2 separate regions of the Mus musculus genome follow, and region 1 is linked to region 2. A link is a contact called in public Hi-C data. All regions are on one chromosome and are shown on one strand. Each heading gives the region's core, a stretch centred on a gene start, on an enhancer-like site or on the middle of the called end of the contact. The rest is flanking DNA. Distances are from core to core; before and after follow the strand shown. Region 1 overlaps Gm29928 (a long non-coding RNA gene). Region 2 overlaps Gng12 (guanine nucleotide binding protein (G protein), gamma 12).

Region 1 (4,889 bases), core at 1,675-4,174, 140 kb before region 2:
AAACCTGCAAGGGGTGTAGCTGTATCCCCCACCTCCACCTAGAGATGTGAAAGTCACAACCTATGCAAATTTGATCTTATCTGCAAAAAGGATATTTGAAGACCTCACGATTAAGGTGTGATGACTGCTGAGACAGACATGCAGACAGGGATAACTCTGTGTGGAGATGAAGGCAGAGATTTGTAAAGCCCCTCCTTAGAAGTCGAGAAATGTGGAGATTGCCAGCAAGCCAACAGGCACAGCAGTGAAAACAGTCTCTCAAAACCCTGCATGGAGCCACCCAGCCAGTACTTTGATCTTAGGTCCAGCCCCCGGAACTGTGAGACAATACATTTCTGACGTTTGAGTCGCCCAGTTTGTGGTACTTTGTTATGACCCCTTAAGACACTAAACAGTGTCTGACTCAACACCCTGTGACTTAAGCTACCCAGTCAGTCACACAGCACTTCTGTTGAACAACATGCTGCTAGGTTCTAGAGACTAAACCACTCTCTGCTCTGGTCACATCCTTTCACTGACACCCATCTCCTTCACAAGGTCCTTTCCATCCACACTTTGATGTGAAGCCACCTCAAGCCTCTGTGTTCCCCACCCCCACCCCTACCCCAGGTCTCTGGGGACTGCAGCATCGTGCACTGTCCTCAGACCTCTGTGTCACAGCTCTTGCATCTAATTTGAAATGCTATCCTCTGTTCACTTGGAAAGTTCCAGGGTGTTTCTGGTCTTCCTTTTCCAAGACAGCAGCATTAAAAGAGAGCAGGTTCACCTACTGGGGGTCCTTTCTGCCAACAGATACGGTCATCCTCCATAGTACCTCAGATGTTCTAGAGTGATCCAAAAGGAGTAAACTTTTCAAAACCTCCCTCCAAGACAGCTGATCCTGCATTCTTCTTCCCTTGGTTTCTCAGATTTGCTTTACCATAAAACAGGATACAGCATCAAATAACCCTGTTCTTGGCGTATAGCTATTCTAACAACAGGGCTTTCAATCATCAAGAAACCCTTATTTCTGCTTAGTTCCTCTTGGTACTTTCTATCAAGGTTCCATCATCAGTCTGGAGCAGCTGGAGCAGAGAAACTTTTTTTTTCTTTTTTTCTTGGTAGCTTTTGATAGAGTAGATTTGGTTGGAGACCTTTAACTGTACACACATGAAATTAGTACCCAGGTAGGCCTGCCCTTCTTCATTTCCAGAATGAGTCAGAGGCCCCACCAGAGCATAGGCAGGCTGGGAGCAGAAGGTAGAAAAGGAGAAACAGAAGCACTCCTCTCTCCTCCATGTGGTGTACCCTAAATACTTTGAAAGTAGGCTTGGATCTGGCAGGACTGGCCACAGGTGACTCTGAGGCCAGGGCACTTGCATCTGACAGCATTGTTCCAAAACAATGGAAGGATTCAGATGCAACAGAGCTTATTCCAATCAGATCATCTCTCAAAAAATTAAATCAACTCTTAAAATGGAAATGCTTCATCATGCCATTTCAAATTCCTTTTCTGTTTCTAGATTCTAATTATTGCAGCAGATGATGCTGGAGCGTCTTGGCTCACAGGCTTCCTTGAGTCTGGACTGTGAACAACGCTTGTATTAGTTAGTCAGGAGGAGCTTGAGGTAGGCGGAATGGTATACTTCTGCTCCTTAGGTTCTGTGGGAGGCTACAAACTCTCCTTCAGTATCTAACAGTCACCTTCCTCAGATCACCCATCTCTGGCCTCATGAAGAACAGCTTGTACCTCCACTATTGCCTGTAGCAATGATAATCCAGATATCAGTGAAAAAGCAGAGTTCAACAGCCAGAATGGGTGTAAGGATAGTGGACAGTTCAGAATCCCTCTCCCTCTCCCTCTCCCTCTCCCTCTCCCTCTCCCTCTCCCTCTCCCTCTCCCTCCCCCTCTCCCTCCCCCTCTCCCTCCCCCTCTCCCTCCCCCTCTCCCTCCCCCCTCTCCCTCCCCCTCTCCCTCCCCCTCTCCCTCCCCCCTCTCCCTCCCCCTCTCCCTCCCCCCTCTCCCTCCCCCTCTCTCTGCATCATCCCCCTTTTCTGATGCCAGCTGTTTTAGCATTTAGTATTGAGACCTAAGGGTTCCAGAGGAGGATCCAGATGTTAAGGAATTCAGTGGAGACCCCAGGGCTCCCTGGATGTTCCCATCAGCATTGGCAGAACAGTGGTTCTCCTCAAGGCTGTGAACAGTTTGAGAGTATGGGTGGCATCCTGCTCAAGTACCTAGTAGACACTGGCTAATAACAGGTGCTTGGAGGTACCTGTGCAAACTTGAATTATACCTATTCATTTAAGGCATTTGGTATGTACACCATGCTAGTCAATTTGTGAGATGTAAAGGACTGAAGGACCTGAAGGAGTTTGCAACCCCATAGGAAGAACAACAGTATCAACCAACCAGACCCCACAAAGCTCCCAGGTACTAAACCACCAACCAAAGAATACACATGGAGGGACCCATGGCTCCAGCTGCATATGTAGCAGAGAATGGCCTTAACTAGCATTCATGGGAGGGGAGGCCCTTTGGTGCTGTGAAGGCTTGATGCCCCCAGCGTAGGGGAATGCTAGGGTGGTAAGGCAGGAGAGGGTGGGTGGGTGGGGGAGCACCCTCATAGAAGCGGGGGTGAGGGGGGAGATGGGATAGAGGGTTTGCAGAGGGGAAACTGGGAAGGGGAATAACATTTGAAGTGTAAATAAATAAAATAACAATTAAAATTTGTATTCCTTTATAATAATAACAACAACAACAATAATAGTTAAGAGCTGAAGTCTCCATTGCCTGAGTTTTTATCCCGGTTCCTAGACTCTGGTAGACTGTCTTATTCACCCTGGCATCCTGTTGTCCTCAGAGGTTGGCAGGGAGCAGCCCTCAGCAGACTTGATTGATTAGCTGTAGCCCCACGTGTCTGGGCTGGAGGAGTTGATTCAGACAGGTCACTCATCGGCTCCCCTCCAAATCTGCCAGGCCAGCAAACAGCTCTGCAGAGTCATTCCCACACATGACTGTGGTCAGGCAGGAACAAAAGCCACCAGAAAACAACGCTCCACTCTTCATCCAGCTCTCTCCAATGAACTGGAGGATTAAAATGGGGTCACTGTTGTTCTGATCACATCTTCTTGTCAACGGAATTACAGGCTTTTAAGCCAAGAGTGACCGAATACACCTTTGCAGTAATCAGAATCAATGCTCGGACAGTGGAAGCAAAAGCCAGTAAACAAGATTGTGGTATGGACTCCCTTGACCTAGACTTTCAGGAAGGAGCTGACTCACTGCCCAGACCAGCACTCCCCGCATTGCTCAGAGCCAAACAAGCTCCTGTTTTCCCAGCTGCACGGCGGATGCCTTCACTTCTGAGCCGGCTGCCAGAAAGCAAGAGGAGAAACCCGAATTTGTTTTGCAAGGAGGAGCACTGCAGCTGGATTTTGTTTGTCCATTTTCACGAAGGGACAAGAGATATAAAAATAGAGGAAATTGGGCTTTTTAGTTACTGAAAAGGAAACAAATCCTCTTCTCCTGTTTAGCCATCTAGTTATGTTATTAGTTAGCTTACAGACTTCAGTGACTTACTTCAGACTCCTCGGTGTCAGTTCCAAGTCTTTTGAAACTTGTTTGAGATCTTTCCAGCCCCACCTGTCCCACTTCCTCCCACTAAGAACTGCTCTGGAGTCTTGCCAGGCTGTCCTCTGCGGTGTCTGCAGTGGTGTCTTCTGTAGTGCTGTCCTCTACAGTGCTGTCTCATCTGCAGTGTCTGCAGTACTACTGTCTTCTGCAGTTTCTGCAGTGTCTGCAGTGATGTCTTCTGCAGTGTCTGCAGTGTGTGTAGTATTGTCCTCTATAGCACTGTAGTCTACAGCGCTGTCATCTACAGTGCTGTTGTCTACTGTGCGGAGTTGCTGTCTTCAGTGCTGTTGTCTCCAGTGTTTTTAGTGCTGCTATCTGCAGTGCTGTCTCTGGCAGTGACCCACATGCTTTCGCACCTCTGTGGTTTGGCTCATGCTGTCCCTTCACCTTGGAATAGTCTTCTATGCAGTAGTCTTGAGGGAAATGCCAACTTGTCTTTTGCTTATTTTATTTTGGTGGTTTGCTGAGTGAAACCCAGGAAGTTACACAGACTGGCCATGTCCCCTAACACAAAGTTACAGCTATAGTCTTCTAACTCAATCTCTCAAGATAGATCCCAGAGTCTCTCATACTGTCCCTCACCTCAGCAGCAGAATCAGCAGTACCTTCGCCTGAGTCTCCACACCATGGCTTTGGTGTGTCTCCACTGGTTCTTATTTATTGCATTATCCATCCATTCATTCATTGAACAATATCCACTGACTTTTCTCTTTGTACCAGATAATATGGTAGTTCCTGGGGATCCATGTGATTATGTCTCTCTACAAAGGGGAGGTGGCACTCAAAAGAGTACATCAGCTTTTTACAGGGCAGAGTTCCACTTTTTAATAATGGTAAGTACTAGTGGTTTAAGAATTAAAGAAGGCCATATACTCCAGTCTGGTTGATAGATGATCTGGAAAGCTTCCTGGAGGAGGTGGCACCCAAACAGCCCAAAGGATAGGTATTTTCTTATATACCGTTTGTGTTTCTTGGCAGAACACTCCTTGAGGAACGAGGTTAGTTATAGATTGTATCAAATCAGGACATTTATGCTTCAAGTTTATTGAGTCCTTTGCAAGGAGACAAACACTGTTATTTTGATGTACTTTGGAAAGTGGGAAGCAGTAGCTGAGAAGGGGGATTGGGAGAACGCAGCAGAGGAACTCAAGGGTACATTCCCAGTTTAGGAAACAGGCAGTTAGTGAATGGGAGCTGTCAAGTGCAGGTGCTGGGCTGCAAGCTCACCACAGGAGAGAGGGTATCAGCAGGTACCAGCACCATGTGGAACATC
Region 2 (4,652 bases), core at 1,238-3,737:
ACGAGGAGAAATTGACTCGTGGGCTTCAAGAGGTAACCTCATCTTAAAGGAGAGGTATGTCAACAAGCAGTTCTTTTCTGTGTTGGCACTGGTCGGAAAGGTTGCAGCCTTTCTGTGAAGCATAAGAAGGTTGGTGGTCTATCTTACCCCGAATCTGAGTGAAGAGCCCACCTCCACTGTTCAGTCTTATATGAAATGTGACTTTACCCTGAAGGCCAGCCTTCTTTAGGCTCACTCTATCTGCTAATGTTCAATATAGGAAGAAAATATAAAAGCCCCATGATCCATCCTAGGAGCAAACCCTGTCAGCCTACCCTGACATATTCCATCACACTGAGCACACTGTTGTGCAAAGGGTACACTCAGAATGTTTGCTAAATGAATAATCTAATTTGCCTCTGATGAGTCAAGGGCGCTTAGGAGTTTTATAATGTTCTAGGACTTTAACAATGAATAGCAGTCTTCAACTAGCTGTGCTAAATATATCCTGGTCCTAGGCCCTCACTAGAAAAAAGTTTCTGTTTGTTTACAGGAGAGGCTCTATACTGCGATGATGAAGCTTTAAATAGAACAAGTAGAGCTGAGCACTGTACAATGAAGCAGAAGTTGGATGTGCACTGCCTGCTAGTCCTGTTTGCACCATGGTCTGGTACTATGACAAACCCACTGACCTCAATGGGCTTAAAGGCTAAGGGCTGAGGACAATGAAAAGCAACTTCAAAACAGCGTGGAGATAGGGCTGCAGGGATGGTTCAGAGCTAAGACTGTTTGCTGCTCTTCTAGGAGACTGGAGTTCTGGTCCCACTCGGTATCCATACCAGACAGCTCACAAATGCCTGAACTCCAGCTCCAGGACAGCTGAGGCTCTCTTCTGACCCTTGTGGATACCTTTACACATGTGCTTGTGCATACACACACACACACACACACACACACACACACACACACCAGTGTGGCAGATGCTTTCTAAGAAGCTGGAGGACATAGTATGGGTCATAAGGTCAGATGTGTACTGAGAAAGCTTGCCACAGGATCATCTGCATTGCACCAGAACATAAAAGGACAGTTCACCCAAAGAGAGGCAAGCAAAGTAATAGTAAAGAGGGTGTACTTGACAAGAAGCCCGTCCTGGCTGTGTGGGGAACGTAAGTGACACGCCTGAACTGTGGTGAGATGCAGGTCTGCTGTGGGGCAGACAGGAGTCCCCACAGCCATTCACTAGAGAGCAGCAGGAGCTTCTTAAGCTGGAACAGGTCAACAACAAAAGATGCACGGCCTCAATGCCTGGCTGCTGCGTAAAGGTGATGGCTTTGGACAGCTCCAGTTTTCCGATGGAAAAGCAGGGGCAAGTGAGTTAGGGGTAACGTGGTAGAATACAGTAGTTTTAAATTTTCCTTTTTGTCTGAAAAACTCTTGTTGGAATGGAGGATGGAAGGCCGATACTTTTAAAGAGGCTCCTGCTGAACTTCGTATGTATACATGTGTGACATGAGGCCTTCCTTCCTCTTCAGCCACCCTTTCCCATGGGGATGGATCTGGTCCCAGCACAGCTGCTGACTCCTGTATGACGCAGCTCAAGTGGCCATGCCTCTTTTACTCTGCTCACAGGCCTCATCAAGTGGTCAGACCTGTAATCTCTGAGACCAAACAGATTGTAGGAGTAGTCTGCCCCTTTTAACAATTCTCTGGACCAGAGTTTTTTAGGCGGTGTATCTTGTATGGGTTTTGATCTGCCTCAGACACAGATAGCTGGACAGGGCCTGGGCAGCCCAGTTTAGACAGGAAATAGGCTCTTTCCTCCATAAAACATTATGATCTTCCTAAGTGTGTCCTTTTGAGAGACAGGCACTCTTGTTGCAGATAGAAAGGAAAACATCCAGAGAAGTCCAGCTCTCATCTGGCCTCCCAATCTCTTCCTTCCGTTCCCATGGCTCCTAGCTCTCTGACTACAGGACAAAGAGCCCGATTCTACCTGTGCACTGGATAGATAAATAATGGCCCGTGTAGCTAGAAGGCAATGATCAGTATGGCTGATGAGTCAATGAGAAAGGGAATGCGGTCCACCTCGGCTGTTTCCATGGAGACATTCCTCCACACCTTCCCCACTACTTCCTCTGACTGATTCTGGTCAGTGGAAAATGTCCTTGTATTTAGAGAGAAAGGTTCCAAAAGAAAGCTTGTGCTTTTCTTGAGAGGGTAGCGTCAGGGGTCCCAAGACACTGAAGGAATGCTGAGATCTGAGAGACATTTGAGAGCTGTTTGCTGAAAGCAAGCATGCTACGAGGAGCAAGTGGCTACAGAAACAAGCCTGGTGCGCTGATCCAAGAGTCTGATGAGGTTTTTACTCCAACTTCCCTTAGACTACCTAATATGGCAGCATAGTAGAAAGAAAACCAGTGAGTCTGGAGAATGATAAGCTGAGCCCTGCTCCCTCCTCAGGCCACGGCAGCACCAAGCCCCGGCCTTGGTGATCTGGGCAATGACTCTTAATGAACCCTCCCCAGGCATTGGGCTGGTATCAGGAGTGTGGAGCATGCTCACACCCGGCTGGAAAGTGCTTTGTGCATGTGACAGTAGACACAGATGGTGCAATACAGAGGGCTAGACTGTTACTACGGCAACCTCCAGCCATGGCTTTCTGAGGCTACACAGACTATTCAGGACACTACTATGCAAGAAGAAACAAGTCCAGGAAATATCTATGTCAGAAATTAAATAAAATAAAATGAGCCAAGATTCTCCCAAGGATGCTGTTCCCTGATGTTCTACTTGAAAGACATGCAATTTCTAGCAAAAACTGAAGAGTGGAGACTACCACAGGGAATGGCATTTGTGGCCCAGAATTCTAAAGGCAGCAGGCAGAAGTACAATTTTGGGTGGAAGGGGTAGTAGACCTGTATGGTTTCTTCTTGTCTGCATTGATGAATTATAGGTCCTTAACTATGCTGGTCATAAACATTTACCAAGTATTTACTGCATATAAAATACAATGTAGCAAACTTTTTTTTAAAGAGATGTTCTTGTTTTAAAAAAAACTCTTTTTATTTATTTATTTGTTTGTTTGTTTATTTGTTTATTTATTTATTATATGTAAGTACACTTTAGCTGTCTTCAGACACTCCAGAAGAGGGCGCCAGATCTCCTTATAGATGGTTGTGAGCCACCATGTGGTTGCTGGGATTTGAACTCTGGACCTTCAGAAGAGCAGTTGGGTGCTCTTACCCACTAAGCCATCTCACCAGCCCGGCAAACTTTTTAAAAAAGTACTTTGGAATTAACTGCGGATTTCTGTTCTGAACCATTCCTTCCTGACCCTGCCAAGACCACCCTGTGCCTGGGTTTCCTAATCTTAAAATGATGATAGTGATAGAACATATATTTGAGTTGTTAGGAACATTGCAGTTTAAGTCTTAGAATCACAGTTGACTTGCAGGAAGTATAGGACCTATTACAATCTTTCTATGCCTCTGTTTCATTATCTGTAAAATGAACATGATAATTATATCCACATCAAAGGGATGTTTTGTGAGCACTAGGCAGAAAAAATTCATGTGCAGCAATCAGCATATTACCTTCTAAATATTAAGTTTACAATAAGTACTAGTAGGTTTTATTCATAGATTTTAAAAGAAATCAGACACCCAGACACAAACAATAGCTCATGCAAAAAAAAAAAAAAAAAAAAAAAAAAATCCTGTCCTTGAATGGTTTTACCAAAGACATTAACCTTCCTTCACTCCGAGTTCCAATTATCTACAAAATACTGCTGGGTGCTAATTATGCTCCAGAGTGACCCCCCCCCCCCCAAGTATCTGTGATATCTATTCTGACACTTTAGATTGCCCTTTGTCCTCTGTTGGGATGGCACCACATTACTATCTGAGGGGCTATTTGAAAAGCTGGCTTTGTGAAACAAGAACAAGGCAAGAAGAAGCCTTTGGACCCTGGCACTTGGCAGGTAATAGAACAGCTCTGTTTTACCGCATGTGGCTCCAGGAGAAACCCATATTACTGCTGAACTGTGTACAGTTCCTGTTATCACCTGGCAAAGACCTGACCACAGGACTTACATTTGCTGCCAAGAGACCTGTGAGGTTCCCCTGTATTAGCACAAGTAGAATCTTGGACTCTAAATCACATTTATCTGGAAAGTCCACATATGCAAATGCTTGAAGAAACTCCCTGCCTCTCTTCAAGGCAAGCCAGCCACCTCATCCAGAGACAACCAGCTTCTAAAGAGAATTACACAGGCTTGCACACTGTGCAAAAAAAACTTTCTCTATTAGTTGACCATTGATGACACCTAGTGGCTGGTCAAGAGGCCAGCATGTGGCTCCTTCTCTCATTCAAGACGCAGAGAAATGTAACAACATGCCTAAAGTGAAAAACAACTGCAGGAAATGTAGAAAACTTAGATCTCCTGGCAGTAAGCAAGCGCATGCATTCGCAGTGTTATAAAATAGCATGCTAGCTTGCGTGTACCAAGGACTTGTTCATTAAATGGCTTGCCTGGTAAGCTTGAGAACCTGAGATGCCCCCAGCAACCACACATAAATAACTGTGTTCTGTGATACACAGTTGTAATCCTAAAGCTGGGAGATGGAGACAGACAGGCTGACCCCTGAGGCTCACTGGACAGCCAGGTTAGCTTA

Evidence for each region. A called contact is a pair of places that touch in the nucleus more often than the background predicts.
Region 1: a Hi-C map of liver shows a contact between it and region 2, with 2.0 times the contacts expected there. The contact joins two enhancer-like sites. A contact is called at or near these places in 1 of 15 datasets of contacts at CTCF or cohesin (the NIH/3T3 cell line), 9 of 484 Hi-C or Micro-C datasets (the C2C12 cell line, liver, muscle stem cells and 4 more), 10 of 115 datasets of contacts at active chromatin or transcription factors (embryonic stem cells, kidney, liver and 2 more) and 1 of 9 other capture datasets (embryonic stem cells).

Annotation. Positions count from the first base shown.
Region 1 is chr6:67,101,071-67,105,959 of GRCm38.p6, reverse strand. Gm29928 (a long non-coding RNA gene) reads right to left here. Exons shown (of 2, transcript XR_377747.2): 2 at 2,698-4,668. Among named protein-coding and RNA genes, the nearest start is that of Gm29928, 12 kb to the right of the region's middle. Within about 2 kb of position 2,924, at least 217 of the 459 cell types and tissues checked have an H3K27ac peak or open chromatin away from gene starts, as enhancers often do. A contact at or near this core is called in liver and pancreatic cancer cells, where this site is marked.
Region 2 is chr6:66,962,321-66,966,972 of GRCm38.p6, reverse strand. All of the region lies in intron 3 of Gng12 (guanine nucleotide binding protein (G protein), gamma 12), which reads right to left. Among named protein-coding and RNA genes, the nearest start is that of 4930597O21Rik, 40 kb to the right of the region's middle. Within about 2 kb of position 2,487, at least 62 of the 459 cell types and tissues checked have an H3K27ac peak or open chromatin away from gene starts, as enhancers often do. A contact at or near this core is called in liver and pancreatic cancer cells, where this site is marked.